Regions from separate parts of the Mus musculus genome. Here region 1 is linked to region 2. A link is a contact called in public Hi-C data. All regions are on one chromosome and are shown on one strand. Each heading gives the region's core, a stretch centred on a gene start, on an enhancer-like site or on the middle of the called end of the contact. The rest is flanking DNA. Distances are from core to core; before and after follow the strand shown. Region 1 holds the start of Tdrp (testis development related protein). Region 2 holds the start of Cars2 (cysteinyl-tRNA synthetase 2 (mitochondrial)(putative)).

Region 1 (5,918 bases), core at 2,668-5,167, 2.4 Mb after region 2:
GGTCCCAAGTTCAATTCCCAGCAACTACATGGTGGCTCACAACTATCTATAATGGGACCCGATGCCTCTTGTGGTGTGTCTGAAGACAGCTACAATGTATATAGAATATACATAGAATAAATAAATCTTTAAAAGAAAAGAAAATGTAGCCAGGCACACTGAACCACTGAGGATCCAGACCCCCTGAAGGGGCTTGTCCAGAAGTCACACATCAGAGTCTAGAAGGAGACTACCCATCACCTTGGGGTGGCAATGCGTGCCAGCCACACTCAGCGCTTAGGAGATGACAGTGAATTCAGAGCAGGCAGTCAAATCCAGCCTGATTACATATGGTTTTAGGCTAGTCTGGCCACCTCTACATTTCCCTGTCTTTATTGTCACAAAACTGTAGAGGAAAAAAAAAAGAAGAAAGAAAACAGAGAAGAGAAAAGAAAGCTATTTCATAAACCAACTCAGTGAGCATAAACACTGAGACCTAATTGGATGGATACTGGCACATTTACTTGACAACATTAAGTTCAGTGAGAAGAGAAAGGCAAAGAAAGGCAGGTTGCAGGAGAACAAGGATAACCATGGCTTGTTAGCTTTCTACATGAAGGGTCATATGACACAAACAGAAAGAATCTAAGGCACTTTAATCTTGGACTTGGAGCCTCTAGAACCCTAGGAGTCTAGAACCCCAGGAGATAAATGTTTGCTGTGTGAGGCATTGGCTTATCTTCTTATTGAGGCCACCCAGACAGGCCAAGACAGTCTTACGACATAAAACCAGAGACTCGCAGGGAATAAAGCGCTTGGTACAGATAGAAATCTGCAGTTAACACGCACAGGCCCACTTTACTCCCTCAAAAAGGACACCGCGGTTCCCTTAGTAGACTTAGAAGCCGAGCATGGACGGACGCTGCACTTTACAACCCCCCATCCATCCCAGATCCACACCAATGAGCGTTCATCAAGGAGCAGAGCCCCTGGAGTACCCACAAAGGGCGGTCTGAACAAAGAGGGTCACTCCGATTCTCTCTATCACCGAATCGGAATTGGTCAAGGGATGTATTTCAGTGCTCACAAGTGTACCTGAGCCTTGAAAAGATTATCAGGAAGATGTGTCATGCTTTTCCCAGTTTGTCTGTCAAGGTATTAATTTACAGTTTGAATGGCAAATCCCTACAGTTAGCTCAGGAGTAGGGAGAAGCCTGTCTAAGCAGTGCCAATGCCGGGCATCCTTACGGTCCCTTGTTAGTATTACCACAAAAGCTGTAAGGAAGTGAGTTTTAAAAACCGACTGAAACAAGGGCAGTAAGACCTGGCAGATACCTCACATTTACCTACAACCCTCGGACTCCCACAGCCTTGAATGAGCTTTAGCTAGGGGAGCTAGAACAGCAAGTGTTCCATGAAACGCATTAGCATAAAATAGAGCAGTGCAAGACACATACAAATGTCCCACTGACAAGCAAATGCACATATGTAAACGTATTTATAGATTTGCATAAGTGTTTAATGGATATAAAAAAAGCTTAAGAATGCTCCTTTTGAGACAGATGGAGTTATGACCTAACTACATTTAGAAATCTTGTACTATGTGCATCATCAACTTTAATTTTTAAAGTAGACACTAGAATTTATTAAAAAACATTATCTCCCCTTTTGGGATGGCTGGAATAAATAGTCCTTACAAGCCTCACTGAATCTCATGTTATGTTTATTACATATTTATATTAAGTTATATTTATGTTTTTAATGCAAACAGATGTTTCATTTTTAATCTTTTATTGTCTATTTCAATTATGTTTGTTTTTTAACATTTCCTGCATGTAAACAATGAAACGCAGTAATATCACCCACCCATCTCCCCCTAACTCACCTGTAACTCCCCAACACGCTCTCTTCCCAACTTTATGTTCATATTTTTATTAACTCACTAAAGTCCAATTAGTGCTACCCTCAAGACATTTATTCTCAACAACAAAAACAAAAACAAAAGCCAATACTCTAAAGCAATGCAGAGAAATTTGTTCTCCTGAAGGCAGTGGTGGAAAGAGGATCTCAGTGGGAATGGTGGGAACCTGGGGGGGTGGGCGGGAGGCGGCTGTGCACGGACAGGTGCTTGTTCTGCAAACCTGACAACCGGATCTTGATTTCAGACGCAGGGCAGTGGGTCTGTACTCCCAGAACTCCACTGGGACCGGAGCTGGGGGTGGGAACCGGTAAAAACAAGGAGACCCTGCTCACCGACGTGGAAACAAACACTTGCCTGCACTCACCGGTCATACACACATGTACGTACACACATGCACATGCACACACACACACACACACACACACAAATGCACTCCATGACAGCCCAGCAGTCACATTGTCTTACTTAAATGATCTGAAATTCTACAGAAGGCCCACCCTGCCTATTTACAGGAACTTCAGCATCAGCTATCCAAGCTTGGAAGGAGGTGACATGATATTCTGAAGGTAATCAGTGCCAAAAAGAAACTTACTATCGAACCATGAAAAGACAGGTGAAGCAAACTTAAACACATATTGCTGGCTAGAAGATGATTTAAAAAATATCTAGAGACCACAGACAAATGCTCATTACTGCCTTCTAAGAGTTGCCGTCTAGCTACAAAACCTTGAAGGCTGGAAAAATGAAAGCTAGGTAAGTTCTAGGGACACAAAAAGGTGACTTCTCAAATGTAAATTCAGATACAAACCATACCTAAAAGCTTACACTCATCAGCTGGAATGTCTGCGTGCTGGCAGCGAGCTTTATCAAATTCCCGAGAAATGTCTTACAATGAAACTTCATTCCTAACAGACGTTCTTTTGCTCCAACTAGGGAAGAAGCAATCTCGGGACTACTTCCAAGTTTCAAAAGAAAGATTTGCAACAGCCACAGTTTTCACACTATGCTTAAAAAAATAAATAAATAACTTTATGCTTAAAAATTGGCGTACTTTGTGACCTAAATTTCCTAGCACATGAAAGGGAATGAAAAGTGTCCCGAGAAGGTGGGTGGGGAAGCCTCACACAGATCCACCTGGGATCCTGTTAATTAAAAAATTCTACACATTCCAAGCGTATCTCTATACTTGTCGGGCCAAAGCTTTTTCTGTATAAAGGTCTCTGATCTCTTCTTCCGGGAGAGGGGGCGAGACGGGATCAAAGGCTTAAAAAAAGGAAATACGTGTTGTGCAAATAAATATCCAGCACACTTTATATTCGCTATAGTCACCAAAAGAAAAGGGAAAGGAAAAAACAAAAACAAAAACACCAAGCTTTTAAGTCTGAGCGAACCGCCGTCCCCGGCACCATGATTCAGGACTTCTCTGTTTCTCCAACTCCGGAATAGAAATACCTGGCCTGGAAGCGGTCACCCCGCGTCCCCGGTGTCTCAAGCCGAACCCCAAAGCCCTTGTGGCAGCAGAGCGAAGGGCAGCGCCGCCGGCCAGTGCGGAAAGTGCCCGGGGTACGCGTCCCCGCGGTACCCCACACATGCTGGCTCTGGGGCCCACGACCTGTAGGACCCGGCCACTCATCAGAGGGGTCCTCCGGGGCAGTCACCTCGCAGCCCCGAGAAGCGTCGGGTCCCTGCCAAGTCCGCACCCGGCACGCGACCCCATGCACCTGCGCTCGGCCTCCAGAGCACCCCGCGGCCCGCACCTGCGCCCCTACGCGTGCCCTCACCGACGCCGGGGCGGCTGCTGATGCTGGCGGTGCCCCTCGCAGCACATCCTCTTCCTCGGGGGGCTCGTCCAGAAGCACTCGACTTCGGCTCAGCTTCCACATCTCCGGTGCTCGACCGCTCCGCGCAGCTTGGCTCCGGGACTGAAGGAGGACACCCGGCCCGCCGCGGCGCTGGGACAGTGCGGAGGACTGGGCGGGGAGGGGCGGTCAGCTGCGGGCGGCCGTCCCCGGCCCGCCCCCAGGCCCGCCCCCAGACCCTCCTCCAGCCTTCAGGTTCCTCAGGTCCCCTGCCTCCCTGGTCCTCCCCCACCCTGACACTCAGCCCGCGGGTCCCCTACTTCTCCAGGACCGCTCCAACCTCCCTAAGTAGGCCCCCCAGGGAATCAGCGGGCCGAGTGCTTTACCAAGGGGCCAAGAACACTGACGCACCAAAACCACGTGACATTTCACACCGGCCGCCCCTCAACTCCCGGCCCTTCACTCACCCAGCCCGATGGGCGTGGTCCATCCTGGATCACCAAGGCAACGCCGAGGTGGGGCCGCGCTTTACGCATGCTCGCCCAGTTGGTGCTACGGGGGCCGAGGGCGGGGCTTCGGTGACCGCAGGCTGAGGGTTAGTGGTCTATGCTGATCCTAAAAGGTCCATTAGTGGATATGGACCACCGGAGAGGGGGGCACCTGCAAGGGAGGAGGGTGTTAGGGAAAGAGAAGGGTTCCTGCATAGACTACGGTCACTTTGCGCTGCTGTGAGGCCTGCATCGATAGAGTGATGGACACAGAATCAACCAGAGTCCAGGGAAGGTTCCCAGGGCCCAGAAGAGACTAGGTAGGTGGGTTGGCAGTGCCAGTTGGACCTGGGGCCTCGACTTCCCTTTGTAGTCTCAGGGTGACACTCAGACTAATGCAGCCTGAGTTCAGATCTCCAGCCACCAAAAAAAAAAAAAAAAAAATCTGGGCATGTGGGCATGGTGACATAAGGGGGTGGGCAGAAGACAGTGTGCACTCAGTGTGGCCAATCAGTGAGCTCTGGCCTAAGACGTCTTATCTTTGAAAATAAAGTGGAAAGTGGTAAAGACAGCAACTTGACTTCTGGCCTTCCCAAATACTCACTCTGTCCAACACTGTACACACATAACAGGTAAATAAAACTGTCCACAATTGTATGCTTTTGTGAGAAGTGCTGTAGGTAAACTCCGAAATGCCTTGTTCATGTTCTTCAAGTGCATAAGAACGTTTAAGGATGTAAACACAGTGAGAACCTTCTCCAGCCAGCTCAGACCCGCCTGGCCTGTCTGGGAGTTATGAACAGGTAGCCGCAGGGTACTTGCGAATACAGCAAGCAAAGGCTTCACAACACCGTGGTTTACAGGTGCAGCACAGGCCTCCTCTAAGGCTGCATCCTGCCAGGATCGGATGCTCATAGTAAGTTAAACTAAACTGAAATTCCCAGATGACTCAGAAGGCCAGGCCTGTTACCCCACATGCTAAATTCTAGACCGCTTTGAAATGGCACTAAAGACTTTGTGTGGAAGACCTCAGTTGTTAGGAAGGGAGACGGGTAAGTAGAGATGGTGGCTCTGTAAAGGACATCTCTCAGGTCCCGGGGACGCGATGCGGGTCACTGATTCCATCATCTCTGAGGCATGATATTGTCAGAGTTTGTAAGAGAATTATACAGTCTGGCTTCATTAAAAAAAAGAAAACAAAACAGTCTTTACACATGCAAATTCATTTGGGGATCCAGAAAGATCTTGCCTAACCATCCTTTCCTGAACAGCCACTTGGAGGAAGCTGTAGATTTTAAGCTAATTTGGCCTTTATTGAATAAAATAGAATTTATTGATGTAGAAATTCTTTGTTTGTTTGTTTTGTGAGACAGGGTTTCTCTGTGTAGCCCTGGCTGTCCTGGAACTCACTTTGTAGACCAGGCTGGCCTCGAACTCAGAAATCCACCTGCCTCTGCCTCCCAAGTGCTGGGATTAAAGGCATTCACCACCACCACCTGGCTAGAAATTCTTTTTTTGCATGTCAACTGTGTCACCTCACTCTGAGTTCAAAATGCTCAAGGCCCAACTTACTGAGATATTAGTGGATTGATACAACACAGTTCTTGTCGAAGGAGAGGAAAGATTTCCTCTGAGGTGTGGCTCAGGACAGATTCAGGTTGGCTTGACAGACAAGTCTCACCATAGAAGAAGAGAAGAAGTGTCATGAAGTGTTTGGTTTCAGTTTTGTTT
Region 2 (6,140 bases), core at 2,759-5,258:
TTCCAGGACAGCCAGGGTTAAACAGAGAAACCCTGTCTCAAAAAAAAAAAAAAAAAAGAAAAGAAAGAAAAAAAAAAAGAGAGAGAGAAAGAGAAAGAAAAACTAAACCCAAAACAAACAAACAAAAATCCCACAAACATTTCAGAAAATGTCTCCTCACTGAAAAGGGAAAGCCCTCTGGTGATAGTGGCATTCAGGGCACAATGCCCAATCAGTGGAAGAACCCAGAGAGCCCCTGACCTCATGCTTGCTTCCTGGGATAACTACCTCTCTCCCACCAAGTCTTCAGAGCTGGTGTGGGGCCCAGACCGAGGAGGCAGTCAACCTGTGCGGAAAGACATGCTCTCTGCAGCAGGCCTCAAGTAGAGGCCATGCATGCACACCATAAGAAGGCCCTGCCTGCACAGAGCTGAAGTCAGAAGCCTGGGGCTATGGGCCCACTCCAAGGCCCACACCATCCGTGGCTCTGGGTTCCCAAGACTGTGATGGTGAGGGACACATATGCACCTCCTGGTGGTCAAGAGACAAGACTGCAGCACTCCCTAGGCGAGGCTGATCTGAGCTACAGAGGCCAACCTGGGCGACAGGATAAGAGCTTGTGTCTAACAGCAAAACAAGAGAAATGTGGAAATGAGGCATCGGAACACAGGGGTGTCCAAGGCCAGAGTCAGGGCCCAGGGGGTCTTGGTAGAGCTGGAGTGAGGCACTCATCACAGGGAGGGACGGGGACAAGGGTCAGAGGACAGTGGACACCCCTGGAGGGGGTGCTTCTCCGCTCTCCACTGACTTAACTTCCCTCGGTGGGACCTGCCACCATCTCGGTCTGGTTTTTTTTTTTTTTTTTGGAGAAGAGTCTTCGGGACACATAAAGGGTCACAAGTACTAGGAATACATGAAAGTAGCCTCGGCAGGGAACGGCCGCTCAGCCACCGGCTTGCCGGTCAATGTGAGGGAGGCTGCTTACCTCGTTAGCTCTCTTGATTATTTTGTCATCCACGTCGGTAATGCTCATCGCCATGACCACATTGCATCCAAACACTCTGGTCAGGATCCTCCGGATAATGTCAAATCTAACATAGGAGCTGAAAGAAAAACACTGCCAGGCTGTCTTCAACACACAGAATCAACGGCGTTAATTTACTTATTCTATTTTCTGGCTTCTCGACACAGAGTTTCTCTGTATCTGTGCAGCCCTGGCTGTCCTGGAACTCACTCTGTAGACGAAGCTGGCCTCGAACTCAGAGATCCACCTGCCTCTGCCTCCCAAGTGCTGAGATTAAAGGTGTGCGCCACCACTACCTGACCAGTATTTTATTTTTAACCTAGTTTTTTTGTTGTTGTTTTTTGGTTTTCCATACAGGGTTTCCCTGTATAGCCCTGGCTGTCCTGGAACCAGGCTGGCCTCAAACTCAGAGAGACCTGTCTGCCTCTGCCTCTCAACTACTGGGATTAAAGGTGTGCGCCACCATTGCCCAGCTGTTAAAAATTATGTTATTTTTGATTATCTTGTTTTATTTCATGTGCATGTATTTTGCCTGTGTGTATGTATGTGCACCATGTGTGCATCTGACGGTTGTGAGCCATCATGTGGGTGATGGGAGGAACTTAGTTCATCTATAAACAAGTACTCTGAGCATTACATCATCTCTCCAGGACACAATGTTTACTACTGCTACTATAGTGTCTGTGGTATGAATGCTCTGTGTGTGTGTGTGTGTGTGTGTGTGTGTGTGTGTGTGTGTGTATGTGTGCCTCTCACACACACAGGAGAGGCAGATGTGCAGAATGTATGTTGAGGTCAGAGGACAGTTTTCGGGGCTTGGTTCTCTCCTTTCACCAAGTGAATCTTGGGGATCAACCTCAGGTCATCAGGTTCTTACAAGAGGTGCCTTTACCCAGGGAGCCATCTTGTGGGCCCCATCAGCTTTATTCTTGAAAAGAAATGGGTTACAGTATAACACGCTACTATGTAACTTCCAAACAGTGTTCTACAGTTGATGCTTGGTTCATAGGGAACTAAGCCAAGTACTTTCTTACAAACTGGGTCCCACCTGGAGGCCCAGAAGGGCCTTGTGAGACGCAACAAAAGCAATCACATCAGTTTGGGACACTGTATTGCCTTTTTTAAGATTAAAGCTGTTGGATGAGTTTGCATGTATTTAAGTGTGTAAAAAATCCTGATACAAAACTCAATGTCAAGACTGTTTTGTTCTTGTTGCTTTAGGTCAGGGTTTCTCTGTGTAGTCCTAGCTGTCCTGGAGCTTGCTCTGTAGACCAGGCTGGCCTTGAGCTCACAGAGATCTACCTGCCTTTGCCTCCAGAGCTCTGGCATTAAAGGTGTGCGCCACCACTGCCAAGCAACAAGAGCTTTTTACCACTCTTGTTCTCTCGGATTGTCCCCACTACCCCAGTGCTGGAGGCAGAGACAGGTGGACCCTGGGGACGAGCTTCCCGGCCAGCGTGGCCTGTTTGTGGACTTCCAAGGCAGTGAGAGATTCTGTCTCAAAACAGACAGAAGGTAGCACTTGAGGATGACATCTGAGGATGTCCTCTGGCCTCCACACTTGCGTTTCATTTAGGTCTAAAAATACCCAATTAAGGATGCTGGCGAGATGGCTCAGTGGTTAAAAGCACTGACTGCTCTTCCTAAGGTCCTGAGTTCAAATCCCAGCAACCACATGGTAGCTCACAACCATCCGTAATGAAATCTGATGCCCTCTTCTGGAGTATCTGAGGACAGCTACAGTGTACTTACATATAATAAATAAATAAATCTTTTTAAAAATACCCAATTAAAACTGTGCAAGAGTCAGGCAGTAGGCGTATACCTTTTATCTCAGCATTCCAACAAAGACAGGGACATCTCTGAGTTTGAGACCAGCCTGGTCTATAAAGTGAGTTTCAGGACAGCCAAGACTACACAGAGAAACTCAGTCTCAAAAACAACAAACAAACAAAAAAGTGCAAGACAACAACTAAAATATCAAGAGATGGGAAATGTCAACAAATACTGCTCCAATGCTCCCTGGAGTCTAGCAAGACAGTATTCGGTCAGTGGGTCAGTGGTGGAGCACTTAGAACACTTGGGGGCGCTGTGCTAAGCGGCACTTCATAGACATTTCCAGAAACTGCCATGAAGATGTCATGTTGTCATTTCTGTCTTCACTCAAAATAAGAACCATGATTCCAGCAAGAATGTGATCCGTCCAAGACCAGGCAATGATCCCCCACTGTTGGATTCGGGTCTCTGGACCAACCTTAGAAACATCTAATTCGCAAACGGGTCACTCTCTATTCCTTCACAGTAACTCCAATGGGTATGCAACTCCAAACAGCTATGAAGACCAAAGAGACCAACATTCCGGTGTCTCACAATTCCCAGAATGCAATCATCACTCAGTTCACTTAACAGATTATAAAACAAGCTAACAGTTTACTCTTTGCACAATAAATAACCCTCTGACTTTGTCAAAGGTTCAAATCTAGGAAACTCACCAAGCATGGCCAAGATGTGCATGGTCGTACACAGTCGGTCCACAGCTATACCTGGGAACATATTAAGATCCACCATGTGAGATATGTAAAAGGAGCCCTAAGTCTTCCTTAACAACCTTCACTGAACACGCGCGGTGTTTAAGTGACGCTCGGGAGACCACGTCAGGCTTTCAGAATTGACTTGCCCCTGCGCACCTTCCCGCCCCGCCTCGCTCCGCCCTGCCTCTCCCGGCGCACGCACCAGGAGACTGCGTCCGAGCGGGCCACTATCAGCGGCTCCTTCCTGCCAGTGAGGCTGTTATGCACCTGCACGCCGGTGTCCTGGCCTTGCGGCCGTTGCCATGACCGCCCGCGCCGCCCGAGACCCAGCGCGGCCCGGAGCAGCAGAGCGCCGGGCCCAGGCCCGCGCGCCCGCAGCATATTGGGGACAGATCCAGCGAACAGGCGGAAGGCAAGATCCTGCAGGCCAGGCCCAGCCGGGCGAACCAGAAGCCACGCCCGTTCCTCATGGGGCTCCGCCCACTCCCGGAAGAGGCTACACTCTGCCTGAAGTCTGGCAATATTTAGGCATTTGGGCACGGTGGCAGCGGAAGAGAGGCGGGAACTTCGAACCCTTCCCCATTTTAGCGCAGATCTCCTCGCCTTTCCTTATGGGTAACTTGGGCTCGGTGTACATCATTGTGTCTGCTGCTGGGACCCGGTGTGCCCCGCAATATGTACCCAATCTCAGCACACCACTCCAACACACTATACACCATCCCGCGGTCATCATGTCCTCATTTAAACACCTCAATATGTGCGCCTTAACACACCCTGTACCCCATCATACGTACAGCATATCTGCAAGTATGTACCTTGCCACAATCAGTACGTGTAGATCAATACTACATACCAAACTGCTGTCTGCAACCCTGTACATGCAGTATTTGTGTACTTCTTACTGTTCTATGGGCTTAGAATGAAAGAACCACACCAGGAAATGATCCTTTCCTCAAGAACCTGTAACTGGAAATGCCTGTTGGAGAAACGACTGCCCTTCCAGAGGACCCGGGTTTGAGTCCTAGCATCCACACGGCTACTCAAAAGTTTGTAATTCTTGTTCCAAGAGGGGCCAAGGCTTCTTCTGGACTCATCAGACACTACATGCATGTGGTCCGCAGACAGACATCCAGGCAAAAATACCGTTACACATAAGAATAAATCATTTAAAACTTTTTAGAGTCAAAATAGTGGCATCCATCGATAATCAAAGATTTTGGGAGAGAGATACAGGAGCAGCAATGAGTTCAAGACCTGCCTCAGCTGCAAGAGACCCTGCCTTAAAAACAAATGAAAACGAGAGCAGAAGTCTATCGTTCATCTCTTGAGGACTGTTTGGAGTTACATTCAAATTACCCCCACAAATGCACCCCTACTGGTGGCTTACAAAAGTAAAGAGTCCTTTGCTTGTCCAGTCAAGTCTGTCTGATACTAAGCATGCTCAGGTCTTTCAGTATTTTTGGTCTTCCCCACCCTTTTTTTTTTTTTTTTTTTTTTGGTTTTTGGAGACAGGGTTTCTCTGTGTAGCCCTGGCTGTCCTGGAACTCACTTTGTAGACCAGGCTGGCCTCGAACTCAGAAATCCACCTGCCTCTGCCTCCCGAGTGCTGGGATTAAAGGCATGCGCCACCACGCCCGGCCTCCCCCCTTTCTTTGATGCTCTCTTGAAAGGCAAATGATTAGGCAGACATGTTGTTCCCTACTTTTTTCCTGAAAGTTCTGTCCTCTAACTGCTTGCCCGAAGCTAGACTTCCAGGTAATACAGACTGTGTTCTATGCACTATGGTAGTCAAATTCGTGGTCTCCAAATGTCCCAAGTTCTCCAGGAATATCATTCTTCCTCACAGTTACCTGCCATCGTGGCAGTTTGTCATTGTAAATGTGTGTGCACTTATTTGTCTCACTTCTATGGCAATGTGAACTTCTCTTTCTGTACCCTGCACCCCAGTTGCTGAGCAACGGTTTCACTCAGTAGCCCAGGCTGACTCTAGCCTACCTGGCTTTAAGCCCCTCCTGCCTCAGTCTCCCCCAGTTTGGGGACTACAAGTGTGAGCTTGTCCCTCTCCTTCAGTTCGGAACTGTAAATTGAACTCCTTGCTGTATCCCGCAAATTCAGCAAGGAGCTTGGCCTGAGAAAGTACCCCCAAAACTTCCTATGCAGGCAGTGAGATCCCTGATAGAGAAAGCGTTGCCTCTGATATGAGGTGTGCCTGTTTAAAACCCAGAACCCGCAGGCCAGAATGCCGAAGCCGGGGAAGAGCCGGGGCCGGCAGTTTAGAAAAACAGCTCTAGGAAGTCTGGGAGCCAAACCTTCCATGATTTTGAATGGCTGGCATGTTTGGCTTGGCCACAGGAGATCATGATTTCAAAACCAACAATGGTGTTTTCTGTCTGCTGCAAAGCCGACTCTCATGTGTTCCACCTCAACTGGCAAAAAGTCTGCTCCTTGTTAAGCCTTCGGAGAGTCCTTCAGACGTTTGTGGGATGTGTGTGATGGCTCCCACCTGTGATCCTAGAACCTGAAGGGAGGCTCAAGCTAAAACTCTTCAGGGGTTTGAGACCAGGCTGGGACTCCATGGGAGTTCTGGTCCAGCCTAAAGAATAGTA

The links. Hi-C and Micro-C count contacts between places; a contact is called where the count stands out from the background.
Region 1: a contact with region 2 is called in a Hi-C map of CD8 T cells, with 3 times the contacts expected there. The contact joins the promoter of Tdrp here to the promoter of Cars2 in region 2. A contact is called at or near these places in 1 of 39 promoter capture datasets (embryonic stem cells), 1 of 484 Hi-C or Micro-C datasets (CD8 T cells) and 3 of 115 datasets of contacts at active chromatin or transcription factors (embryonic stem cells, regulatory T cell precursor and thymic regulatory T cells).

Annotation. Positions count from the first base shown.
Region 1 is chr8:13,970,860-13,976,777 of GRCm38.p6, forward strand. It overlaps Tdrp (testis development related protein), which reads right to left and starts at 3,918. Exons shown (of 3, transcript NM_173744.4): 1 at 3,682-3,918. The coding sequence starts at 3,783.
Region 2 is chr8:11,546,763-11,552,902 of GRCm38.p6, forward strand. Cars2 (cysteinyl-tRNA synthetase 2 (mitochondrial)(putative)) reads right to left here and starts at 4,009. Exons shown (of 15, transcript NM_001359137.1): 1 at 3,737-4,009; 2 at 3,496-3,546; 3 at 965-1,082. The coding sequence starts at 3,915.